Linked DNA regions of Mus musculus: region 1 is linked to region 2. The links are chromatin contacts, called in public HiChIP or PLAC-seq maps. All regions are on one chromosome and are shown on one strand. The core of a region is the stretch at or near the end of the contact, and the rest is flanking DNA. Distances in the headings are between cores, read along the strand shown. Region 1 has its middle 24 kb from the start of Lilra6. Region 2 holds the start of Tfpt (TCF3 (E2A) fusion partner).

Region 1 (5,304 bases), core at 1,003-3,502, 310 kb before region 2:
AGTTCTCGATCTTACAGCACAAGCCATTGCTGTTCTATTCAGAAAATTTTCCCCTGTACCCATGTCTTCAAGGCTTTCTCCCACTTTCTCCTCTATATGTTTCAGTGTCTCTGGTTTTATGTGGAGTTCCTTGATCCACATAGATGTGACCTTTGTACAAGGAGATAAGTATGGATCAATTTGCATTCTTCTACATGATAACCGCCAGTTGTGCCAGCACCATTTGTTGAAAATGCTGTCATGCTGGGCATGGTAGAGCATGCCTTTAATCCTAGCACTTGGGAGGCAGAGGCAGGTGGATTTCTGTGTTTGAGGCCAGCCTGGAAAAAAAAAAGCTGTCTTTTTTCACTGGATGATTTTAGCTCCTTTGTCAAAGATCAAGTGACCATAGGTGTGTGGGTTCATTTCTGGGTCTTCAATTCTATTCCATTGATCTACCTGTCTGTTGATGTACCAGTACCAGTTTTTATCACAATTGCTCTGTAGTAAAGCTTTAGGTCAGGCATGGTGATTCCACCAGAGGTTCTTTTATCCTTGAGAAGACTTTTTGCTATCCTAGGTTTTTTGTTATTCCAGATGAATTTGCAAATTGCCCTTTCTAATTCGTTGAAGAATTGAATTGGAATTTTGATGGGGATTGCATTGAATCTGTAGATTACTTTCGGCAAGATAGCCATTTTTACTATATTGATCCTGCCAATCAATGAGCATGGGAGATCTTTCCATCTTCTGAGATACATATTGGAATAATATGAATGGTAGTGGCTACGTCAAGAATTCCACCCTTGGTTCCCTTCACTAATCTCTGTGAAGTGGGTGAAGAGAGATAGATTTTGAGGCTATGCCTATAGATCAATATACTCTTCCACTTTATATCTTATAATCTTATAATATATATTTAAAAGTTTCCATGTCACTTAGTGTGTGATCCTTACACTAACCCTCAAAGAATGGTCATTAACATCATTGTGGCCTGAAGACAGTAGGAAGATAATTACCTCTTGAGGTTAAGCACTGGTCAATGTTGTTCATGTATCTTATATAGAAAACCACGACTTTCCCTTCCTGAACATTAATACCCATGACATGGAGAAAAGATCTGCAGTGTCTCAAGAGAAACTGTCACCCAGAGACAAGAGGAACCAAGGAAGGATATGCTTTGTGGGGTTTTAGCCACAGAGACAGAAGTAGGAGTTTCTTCTCTTCACAGAAATGAGGAACTCAGAGGAATAAGGAACTTATAGTAACGAAAGTCCAGTTATCGGCCAGAAGATACTTCAGCTCCCCCATTTGAACCACCTATGGCTTGTAGAGCTCTCTTTGATCATGTTCTGGGACTGTCTTCCAGTGGTAGCAATGTTTGATCATCAATCATCTCCAGCCTTAAAGAAGCATCCTAAGATTCTCCATTCTTCCATCTTCATCTGAAGATTAACTTCAAATAGTCCCAAACTGATCTGTGTCTGTCACTGTCCCCTGGCATCAACACAGTTCAGGCTCCATGAACCATCTGTCTATACTATCAAATTACCGAACTTATGCAGCACAACATGCTCCTGTCTATCGTTATTCCATTCCACTCAACTCTCTCAATATTCTAATACTCTACTCTGCTCCCTACCATCTTCCATGCTGAATCCTTCATTCATGACTTTCTTCTCGTAGAATTACATAGAATCCATTCCATGTGTTAATAGTCAATAGAGTCTATCTCTCCCCAAGCTAACAGCACGCAAGTTGCTTCTACAAAACATGCATGCACACACACACGGGGGTGGGGGCAGAGAAAACAGACAGTGACAAAGAAAGTGAGAGGTAGTGCTTCAGTTGCTAAAATACCTGTGACTCTTATATTTGCTTTACAGGTACAATGAGGAACTAGAAAGCACCATTGTAGACTGCATATTTAGTTGGGCAGAGAAGCATTCTTGTCTAGACCCACTAAATTAGTATATATTCATTAGATCAGTTCCACACTAGGGGGCAGCTGAAACTCACATACACAACTAACTACATAGATGGGCACATAGGTTGGGTTCATATTACTACTAGAGATTTACTGATTATTATCAATTTGTTACTTATACCATCGTCCCTACATATCATTTGATTCCCTAGAACAGTAACAAGGTCAAATATTCCTTTGCCTAAAGATTACCCTTTATTTTGAGGTGAAACCACAGATCTTACTTAATGTGTAAGACTAAGATGGTACCAAAATTCTCTGTAAAAGTTTCAATTCTCAGAATTACTCATGCTCCTTGATGAGTAAGCAATCCTAACTGTGTACTGCCCTCTGTTCTGATCTTGACCATACCTGTCTTCAATACAACCTCAATCCAAAATTTACTTGTTTACCATTATGAGAGAGGCTTAACTTTCCTTTCCATATAGCTCCCTGAAGTGCAGAAACCTGAAGTTATTTTAACCATCCTTGGCACCTGTGTAAATATGTGTTTTTCAGTCCCAGGAAGGAACTACTTGGTGAACTACATCAGTCAGTCTCCAGAAAGGAATAAATAGATGTGACAATAGGACCTTGGTTAGTGATGTTTGCATGAGTAATGGAAGGAACGAACAATTCTCGAATTGGCGAGAGCTTTGGAAAAAAGGATTTGGCTCATCATGAAGTGCATTCGGGGCTCAGTGTGTGTCAGCTGCTCTGCAAACTCTGTACAGCATCACCTTCATCTTTGCCAAAGTATCTTTAAGACAAGAAAGATGACTACTTAAGGTAAGGACTCAAAATCTTTGTAAATGGACAGGCTGAAGAAATAATGGATATGCAGGAGGAAGGTCTGAGAAAGTAGAACAAACCCTAACTCATAATCACTTAGAAGTGACTGGTTGAGAAACAGGTCCTTTCTGCAGATATTTCTGGCCTTCAGACAATATAAAGAAATGAGACACTATTCATGAATCATAATGATACCTTGTTACCCTCTATGATGTCAGTGCATGTCTGATAATTGGTCCAGGCCCAAGGCAGTAATGACTGTCACCAGGAGAAAAGGTTTTCCATGCCTCAAGGAACAACCCAAGATCAGAAGAAATGTGAAGCTATTACCAATGCAACATGAGGTGGGGTTAGGACATGAGTAAGAAAGTTTGCTTATGGTTAGTCTTATTGCAGAAGGAGACAAGGTGGTTAATTTAACATTATCTGCAGGTACATTATCAGCACATTTCTTGCATTTTGCCGAGAGACCCTGAAAGTGTACCTTACATCGGGGGTCTTTGAGTCATATCAGATTAGAACAGTTTCGGATTGTGGGACTATATGGAGCTTTCTTGGCCTTCACATGCTTCAGAATAAGCCAGGGTGACTTAACAATGAATTTCTTTTCTATGAACACATTATATGCACTCTGCCCAACAACAGGTTAATTTAGAGTTTTTAGAAAAAGACACTTCACTGACAACTGCTGAGCATGTGTCATAATAAAGACATAAACCTTAGCTCTTGATGCAGCTTTCCTTTGCAGTGTCCAACCTGCATAGATTAATGCCAAGCTATGCACAGGGAATCCAAGAGAGACAGGATCTTTTCCATATTTTCCGTCAATCATTACATATACAGGAGTCCAGAGATTGGCACTGTCCACTCATTGGCCCTATTTTTCCTGTGAGCCATGGTGACTAGATGCCCATCCTGCATGCACCAAGAACAGCTCAGACATCCTGTAACATGATGAAGAAGATATGTGGAATAACATGGAAGAAGACATACATACATAATGGCACTTCTGAGAACAGTTGATAACAGAGATCCTGATCAAGAACCTAATATCAATGTGAACATAAACACCATGCTTTTACCCTGTGTTCTGCATTCTGAACATTCAAGAAGATTGATCTGCTTAAGTATACCTTAGAGATGGTAGATTTGTGTAGCTTAGATTTAGTTTATAATGATTGATTAATTAATTAGTTGTATGAATTATCTCCATGAAAACTCTTGGAAGTGTCTGGTGGTTTGAATAAAAATGGCTCCACAGGTTAATATATTTGAAGCTTGATTATCAGGAAGTGGTACTACTTAAGAGGAGTCAGGAGGTGTGGCTTTGTTGGAGCAAGTGTGTCTCTGAGAGGAGATGATATTTGAGGGTTCAAAAAACCCAATCCAGACCACATGCTTCTCCTCCTGCTACCTCTGGATATGGATATAGAAGTCTCAGCTATCATGTCTGCCTAAGTGCCACCATACTTCTAGTCATAAGGATAAAATGCTAAAACTATGAACCTGTAAGTTAACAACAATTTAATACTTCCCTTTGTAAGTACTGATGTGGTCATGGTGTCTCATCACAGTAACTGAACACTGTTTTGTTGTTACCAACAAAAGTTGGTAACAGAAATGTGACTGGTCTGATCACATGGAATTTGGAGTGTGGGATTTTGAATTAAGATAGCAGTTGAATATTTTAAGTGAGGTTGAATGAGCTATCCTCAGAAGAAAAAAGACAACAGTGGTACCTGGGAATATTAAGGATTGTAGGAGCCCATATAACGAGGTTCAATATAGAAGAATTCTAATAAGTAGCCTAGACAGTGTTCCTGTGATAGTTTGGTCAAGAATGTGGTTTCTTTCTGCCCTTGTCCTAAGAAATCTATTTGATAATAAATTGAAGACTTCTGGATGATTGACATTGGCAGATGATATTTTAAGAGAGCCTAATATTGACTGTGTGAGACGCGGTTATTAGTGTCCTCTACTATGCATATTTATAGTGAAAGGGGGATGTGGAGCAAGGAGAAATATAAAATTTACAGTTTGAGGACAAAAGGAGTACCAGGAGGTGTAATGGAGTTAAGTGTGATGCTAAAGGAGATAAAAAGTTTTAACTAAAAGGTGTATACTTAATGAAATAAAGGGTGTGGTGATTTCTAGGCAAGACCCAACGCACCCAAGATTTCAACTTGTAAAATGGACTTAAAGACAAGTTTAAGCAGTGAAGGAGATTACCCAAACCAGAAAACTGTAAGAATGTATTTGAACAGCATGGCCAAGTCAGGGTAGTTTAGGGTTAGAGTCAAGGTCACCATTCCAAAAGAGGTCAAAGGGAGTTTAATGATGAAATAGTGGAGGAAAACAAGATAAAAAAAACCAGCAGTGAATACTCCAAACTCTGCATCACAATGTCTGAATCAAAGAGCTCTTCAGATCTCCGACTCCTGTTAGCTGCATACAACACATTTCTCTCTCCTGAGATTGATCTACACCCAGACATCAACTTTCCTTGGCCAGTATCCCATGACTCTGGTATCTCCAATACTTAGGGGTTATCAAGGAAGTCCATGCTT
Region 2 (5,638 bases), core at 2,069-4,568:
CCCCAATACCTACTTCCACCTCTCTAGTAACCAACCCCAAATCATTCTAATTTCCTAGCTGTCTCCAATGCTATGTGCAGGTGGGAGTTTGTTCTACAAAAGTCTACAAAATATGAACTGAAAGTGACAATTTTCAACTTCCAGATCGTGGCCTTAAGGAAACAACTATGGCCTATCTTCCCTCCACATTTGCTGGTAGGGATGCAGAGGTGGGCATCATCCTGGAGCACGTACGAGGTGGCAAAGCCTGGCTGCTCAAGGGGGTCAAAGGATGACTCGAGACCTGCCCTGCTTATTCAGACTTTTATGATGGAGGAGAGTACAATTTATGTTAGTTACTCTGTTATAGAAGATGAACCTAATCAGGGCAATATTTTTGCCCAAGAAAGGCAAACAAAAGAGGTCCAGGTTCATGCCTGTTCTTCCCTTTGGGTCATAACGAAAGAGTGAAGAGCACAGGATACTGGTGTCTCCATAGCCCTTCCCATCACTCACTCAGCTCATTTTCTATCTCCACAGTCAGGTTGTTGGCATCCACAATGACTCGGTACTCAGGAGCTGCCTCCACTGGTCCCATCACTACAAAGAAGAAGGGATATGGATGGGGGAGGAACGAAGCTGGGGACTGAGGTGGAGGCTGGATGGAATCAGAAAGGAGGGGCTGAGGGGGCTACATAAGGGCTGAAGAATTCACTGAGGCTTATATTCCTCTCCAGGAGCCTTACTCCTGCTTCTCATCTTTCTCCTGCAGTCTATCCTCTGGGTCAATCTGGTCTTGACCTCATCTTGCTCCAAAATTAAACCTTCCTATAGCTTCCCAAAGCCTTGAGGCTAGCGAGCAAGATCCTCAGACTGGCACTCAAGGTCTCCCATACAGATGGAGGTCCACGTTCCCCACACCTGCAACCTTGGTGCACACAGCACAGGAGTCCCTTCAGTGAGATCCGGTGACTCGTTGGCTCTACAGCATTATCCTTTCTGCTTTTCTGCTCCATCCTCCCAGCCGCCACCGGGCACTCAAGGCTATTTCACTCCTCCTGCCTTCACAGGTACTGCTCCATCTCCCTGGGACATTCCTTAAGTCTGTTTCTAGAAACCACACTTTATGCATAGACAATTAAATTGGTATTGAGTAATGTGGCCTCACATGTCCCTTTAGGTCATTAAAACTCTGAGGGCATTAAACAACCCCCCACCTCCACCCCAGAAGGGTGACAGTCTGCATGAATTGGGCCACCTCTGCTAGACAGGCTTTGTGTCCACTTCCCCCACTAGTTAAGACACCTGACATGAGCAGACCTGATTCATCAAACTTGACATCAGGCAGTCACGTTCTGTGACTTTCTTTGGCTTTACGGAACAAGAAGTTTCTCTGCCTGCCACTTGGAATCCCTGTAGAAGCTGGCTGGGAGACTCCCATCACTCAGTGAATTAACAGCCCTTGTTCCTTCCCCAGGGTTAGCACAAGTACTCAAATTCCAACAGGGGGCACTTCTTCCCTGACCCAATGCAGGGTTAGTCAGTCCCTTCTGTAGGGACTACAGAGTGGGCATGGTTGCTTCTGCCTCACACTCAGGAGGCTGAAAAAGGATGGTTGCTGAGAGTTCAAGGCCACTATAGGCTACCTAGTAACTTCTAGGCCAGTCTGAACTTCAGAGTGAAACCTTGTCTCCATATTTAAAAATATACGTACATACATGTGTACACACCCTGTCTGTGGATGTGGAAAAGGTCCTATAGTTCAGAGAACCCAGAGACAAGTCTTCTCACAATTAGAAAACACATCAGTTTTATAGTACAATATGCATGTTTATTTTTCTTTCTTCCTTTTTTTTAAACATAGGTGTTGTCTCACTTTCTTCTAAAAAAAATGTATGTATGCGTTTTGCCTGATGTGCATAATATATATATAATGCCCATGGAGAGCAGAAGATGTCAGATCACCAAGAACTGGAGTTACAGATAGTTATGACCCATGTGGATGCTAAGAACTAAACCCAAGACCTCTGGAAGAGCAGCAGATACTCTTAACTATCTCTCCAACTCCATGAATGTACCTATTTCTGAGACAGGGTTTTACCCAGGCTGACTCTGACCAGACTGGACTTGAACTCATTCATGTACCTGCTGCCTCAGTCTCCTAAGTGGTGAGATATAAACACATATCATGTCTGGGTACAATGCAGTATGTTTTCAGAGGGTCAGTAACTGGATTTAAAAAAAAAAAGAAGAATGAATGCTCTGAGGAAAGCTGAGGAGGGAGACACTTGGTGATAAAACCATAAGGAGCAAGAGAGTCGGGGAGTCAGAATGGGCAGAGGAAAGTGAGGGTGGGAGGCACCTTCCGACACGTTGGCTTGCTTGCTGATATACTCCTCAATCTTCATCATGATCTCAGCAAACTGATGAGGAAGGAGAGCACAGTCAGAAACTAGGCCTCTCAGAAAGAACTGCTCTCCGGCCACTCCTCCCTAGGAACGCTGACTTAAAGGGTGCCACCTCACCATCTTGCTGTCCCATAGCTTGGCAATGCTCTTGACTGAATCTCCAGAAAGATCCAGCTGGGTCTCCTCCTGTACATCCTCAATTGCTGGCTCCTCCTCCTCTTCTCCATAGCTTCCTCCTTCCTCTTCTTCTGCTGCCTCCTCGAGGTCAGCCAAGAGCTCATCAGCCAGAGACATCCCAAGGCCTATGGGAAAGGGAGAATGGGGTTCCCTAATACTGCATCTTGACCCTGTCCACTCATATCACCAGAAGGAGCACCTTCTCCCGGATCCCCTTAAGTTTCTTCTTCATCAGCTCCTGTAGCCGCACGCAGGCTCCACAGCTTGCTTAGTTCACGGAGGTTGTCTCCTGTTCCTACCCACACAGAACACAGCACATCCCTCCAGGTACCACCTGACCTGGCAACTTTTCCCCACACCTCTGGGTCTTTGAGCAACTATTCATCTTTGCCTAACCCGGCTCTTTGCTCCCTCACCCTGCCTTCAGTTCTTTCATTCCACCCGTCTGGCCCACGTGCCATATTTCAGCCTAAAGTTATGCTGTGATCCACTCACGTCTTGAATATTAGTTCTAAGGCGCTCCATACGTTTAATATTATTATTTATACTATGATTTAAGTCGCCCGCTACACTTTCTCCTCCAGTAGCTTGGCTTCCGGCCATCCCTTCTTCTCCATCACACTCACCGCTTCGATCCTCTCACAATCGTTTCCAAGAAATCTGCTTCCCCAGAGCTTCGGCTCTCTTTGATGACGTTTACTTGCCGCCGATAAATCTGTGTTTTGATTGGCCGTTTACGACATTTCCGGCAGCGTTTGGACAACAACTTTATTAGCAGCCGCCTCGCGGGACGGCGACCGGGAGTGCTGGGTTCTAGGGCTAGGGGAAGTCGTACGTCGCCGTGGATTGAGCCTGCTAAACAGAGATTCGCTTTGGCTAGTCGACACTGCGACAAGACAGGAGTAAAGAAGGTGACAACGTGGACGATCGGTGCAGGCGCTAGAGGATAAACCGAAGGCTTCAAGCCGCAATTTGGAGTCGGGTGCAAACGAAGGCAGAGTAGGAAACTTTAATTCCCAGTTTTCCTGTGTCGCAAGGCCTGATGGGAGAGGTAGTTTTGCGCAAGACTCCACCTCTCTGAGGCTTGAGGTGTCTCTTGACCAGAGAAATGGAGTTGGAACAGAGAGAGGGGTGAGTAGCTGAGCTTTGTGTAAACGGGGACTCCAAAAACAGCAACGATCGGCTGTAGTGCTCTCAGGGACGATGGGGAAGTTCGTGCAGTTGCTTTCTTTTCGAATCTCTGTGGGAGAACCGGAGGCAGTACTGGAGCATCGTAGGGGAGATTTGGAATTTGCTGTTCTTATGGATCTGAGAGCAAGGAGATTGGAGTGTGGGCTCCAAAGTCTGAGGGAGGAGGCTAGGGTCTGATTCCTCATTGTTAGGGACGAGGACTGGGGCCTGGATCCCTGGCAGTGACCAAGAAGGGCTAGGGTCTGGGCTTCTTGGTAGGAGGGAGGAGGGCTAGAGTCTGGGCTGCTGGGTGTGATGGAGGAGAGGGCTAGGATCTGGGCTCCAGGCTGGGGCCTGGACCTAAGTCCCCCTGGGAGGGACTTGGAGAGCCAGAATATAGGCTCCTAAAACTTCTTGGCCCTACAGGACCATGGCAGCCGTGGGCTTTGAAGAGTTCTCAGCGCCACCAGGCTCAGAGCTGGCTCTGCCTCCCCTGTTTGGTGGCCACATCCTAGAAAGTGAGCTAGAGACAGAAGTGGAATTTGTGTCCGGTGGTCTGGGTGATTCAGGACTCCGGGAGCGAGATGAAGAGGAAGAGGCAGCCCGGGGTCGAAGGCGTCGCCAGCGGGAACTAAATCGTAGAAAGTACCAGGCACTAGGTCGGCGCTGCCGGGAGATCGAGCAGGTAGGTAAGTGTGGATTCCCATTTGGGGGTCCTCTCGCCAGAACTGCCGCCTCGCTGCCGATGCCAACACCACCCCCTCCTCATACCGCCTCCTCCTCCTCCTCATGTCCTTCTTTTTCCCTTTCCTTTTGTACTTGAACAAGTGAACAGATCCATGTGGGTCTAAGTCTGTGCCAGGCACCCTAAGTAGTCTCTTCCAGAATATTTATATTCATTACTTTTCTTGTTGTGACCTGGGAAAAGCAACTTGGGGAAAGGCTTACATTGACTTGGAGTTTAAGGATCTGTGGCGGCAGAGAAGACACAGTGTCAGGGGCATGAGACAGTTGGTGATGTTGCATCCATAGGCAGGAAGCAGAGAGATGGAGAGATGACTACTGGCACTCAGCTTGACTTTCCCTTTTTATTCAGTTTATTCCAGCCCATGATATGGTGCTGCCCACATTTAGAGTAGATCTTCCTACCTCAATTAACCCACATGCCAAAGACATGCATAGGGTCTTGTCTCTTAGGTGATTTTTAGATCTTGTCAAGTTGAAAAATCAGTAATAACCATCACAGCATCAGATACTCTGCCTCTGGTATGTCACAGGTGACTCTCAGATTTCATTCACAGCCTCTCACCTAAGGCACCTCCAGGCTTGCCTACTCTGCCTCTTGAACCTCACTTGGGTCCTTCTTTTCTCAGATTAACTCATCGCGTGAGTCTTTAGTTCACCTCCTTAGTAAGAAGGAGGAAGGAGCTATGGGCAGAATGTAAGTAGGTCTTAGTAAGTCAGGAACACCAGAGAAGAAGTTTGGAATTTGCGCTTTGGATGAATGGGAGCTGGCAAGGGGTTTGAAACTAGTGCACAGACAGGAGGTGGAGGGGGGTGATAGGAGGGCTGGGGTGGAGGGCAGTGTCTCAGTTTCTCCTTTTCATGAGGACAAAGTTCAGGTTGGGCTCTGCACCAGTGACTTCTGTTGAGCCATGGCTGCTTCTGGCATTACTGTGTTTGCATGATGCTCACTTTTTGAAGTATTGGGTTAGGATTCCAACAAATCTTTGTTGGGTGTGGGTGACATCCTGAAACACGGTGTGTGCAAGTCCTGGAAAGGGAGAGGCTGAGGCTGAGGAGATTGGGAAGGGATTCTAAACACTGCTTAGCAAGTGTGGTACTAACAGAGTTCAGGAAGGGGAGAGCTGGACTTACAGGTGTTTGTAAGCTACCTAGTGCGG

What was found. HiChIP or PLAC-seq counts read pairs in DNA pulled down with a chosen protein or histone mark.
Region 1: an H3K4me3 HiChIP or PLAC-seq map of bone marrow-derived macrophages shows a contact between it and region 2, with 3 times the contacts expected there. The contact joins the enhancer-like site here to the promoter of Tfpt in region 2. A contact is called at or near these places in 5 of 39 promoter capture datasets (the C10 cell line, the HPC-7 cell line, embryonic stem cells and 2 more), 5 of 115 datasets of contacts at active chromatin or transcription factors (acute myeloid leukemia, bone marrow-derived macrophages, embryonic stem cells and 1 more) and 4 of 9 other capture datasets (embryonic stem cells, liver, macrophages and 1 more).

Annotation. Positions count from the first base shown.
Region 1 is chr7:3,937,004-3,942,307 of GRCm38.p6, reverse strand. No RefSeq gene overlaps it. Among named protein-coding and RNA genes, the nearest start is that of Lilra6, 24 kb to the right of the region's middle. Within about 2 kb of position 2,252, at least 47 of the 459 cell types and tissues checked have an H3K27ac peak or open chromatin away from gene starts, as enhancers often do. A contact at or near this core is called in the HPC-7 cell line, acute myeloid leukemia and bone marrow-derived macrophages, where this site is marked.
Region 2 is chr7:3,627,609-3,633,246 of GRCm38.p6, reverse strand. It overlaps Tfpt (TCF3 (E2A) fusion partner), which reads left to right and starts at 3,318. Exons shown (of 6, transcript NM_001290381.1): 1 at 3,318-3,695; 2 at 4,161-4,419. The coding sequence starts at 3,673. It overlaps Prpf31 (pre-mRNA processing factor 31), which reads right to left and starts at 3,262. Exons shown (of 14, transcript NM_027328.4): 1 at 3,191-3,262; 2 at 2,505-2,689; 3 at 2,342-2,402; 4 at 496-579. The coding sequence starts at 2,681. Gm15927 (a long non-coding RNA gene) reads left to right here. Exons shown (of 6, transcript XR_003946711.1): 4 at 1-209; 5 at 752-1,049; 6 at 1,844-2,176.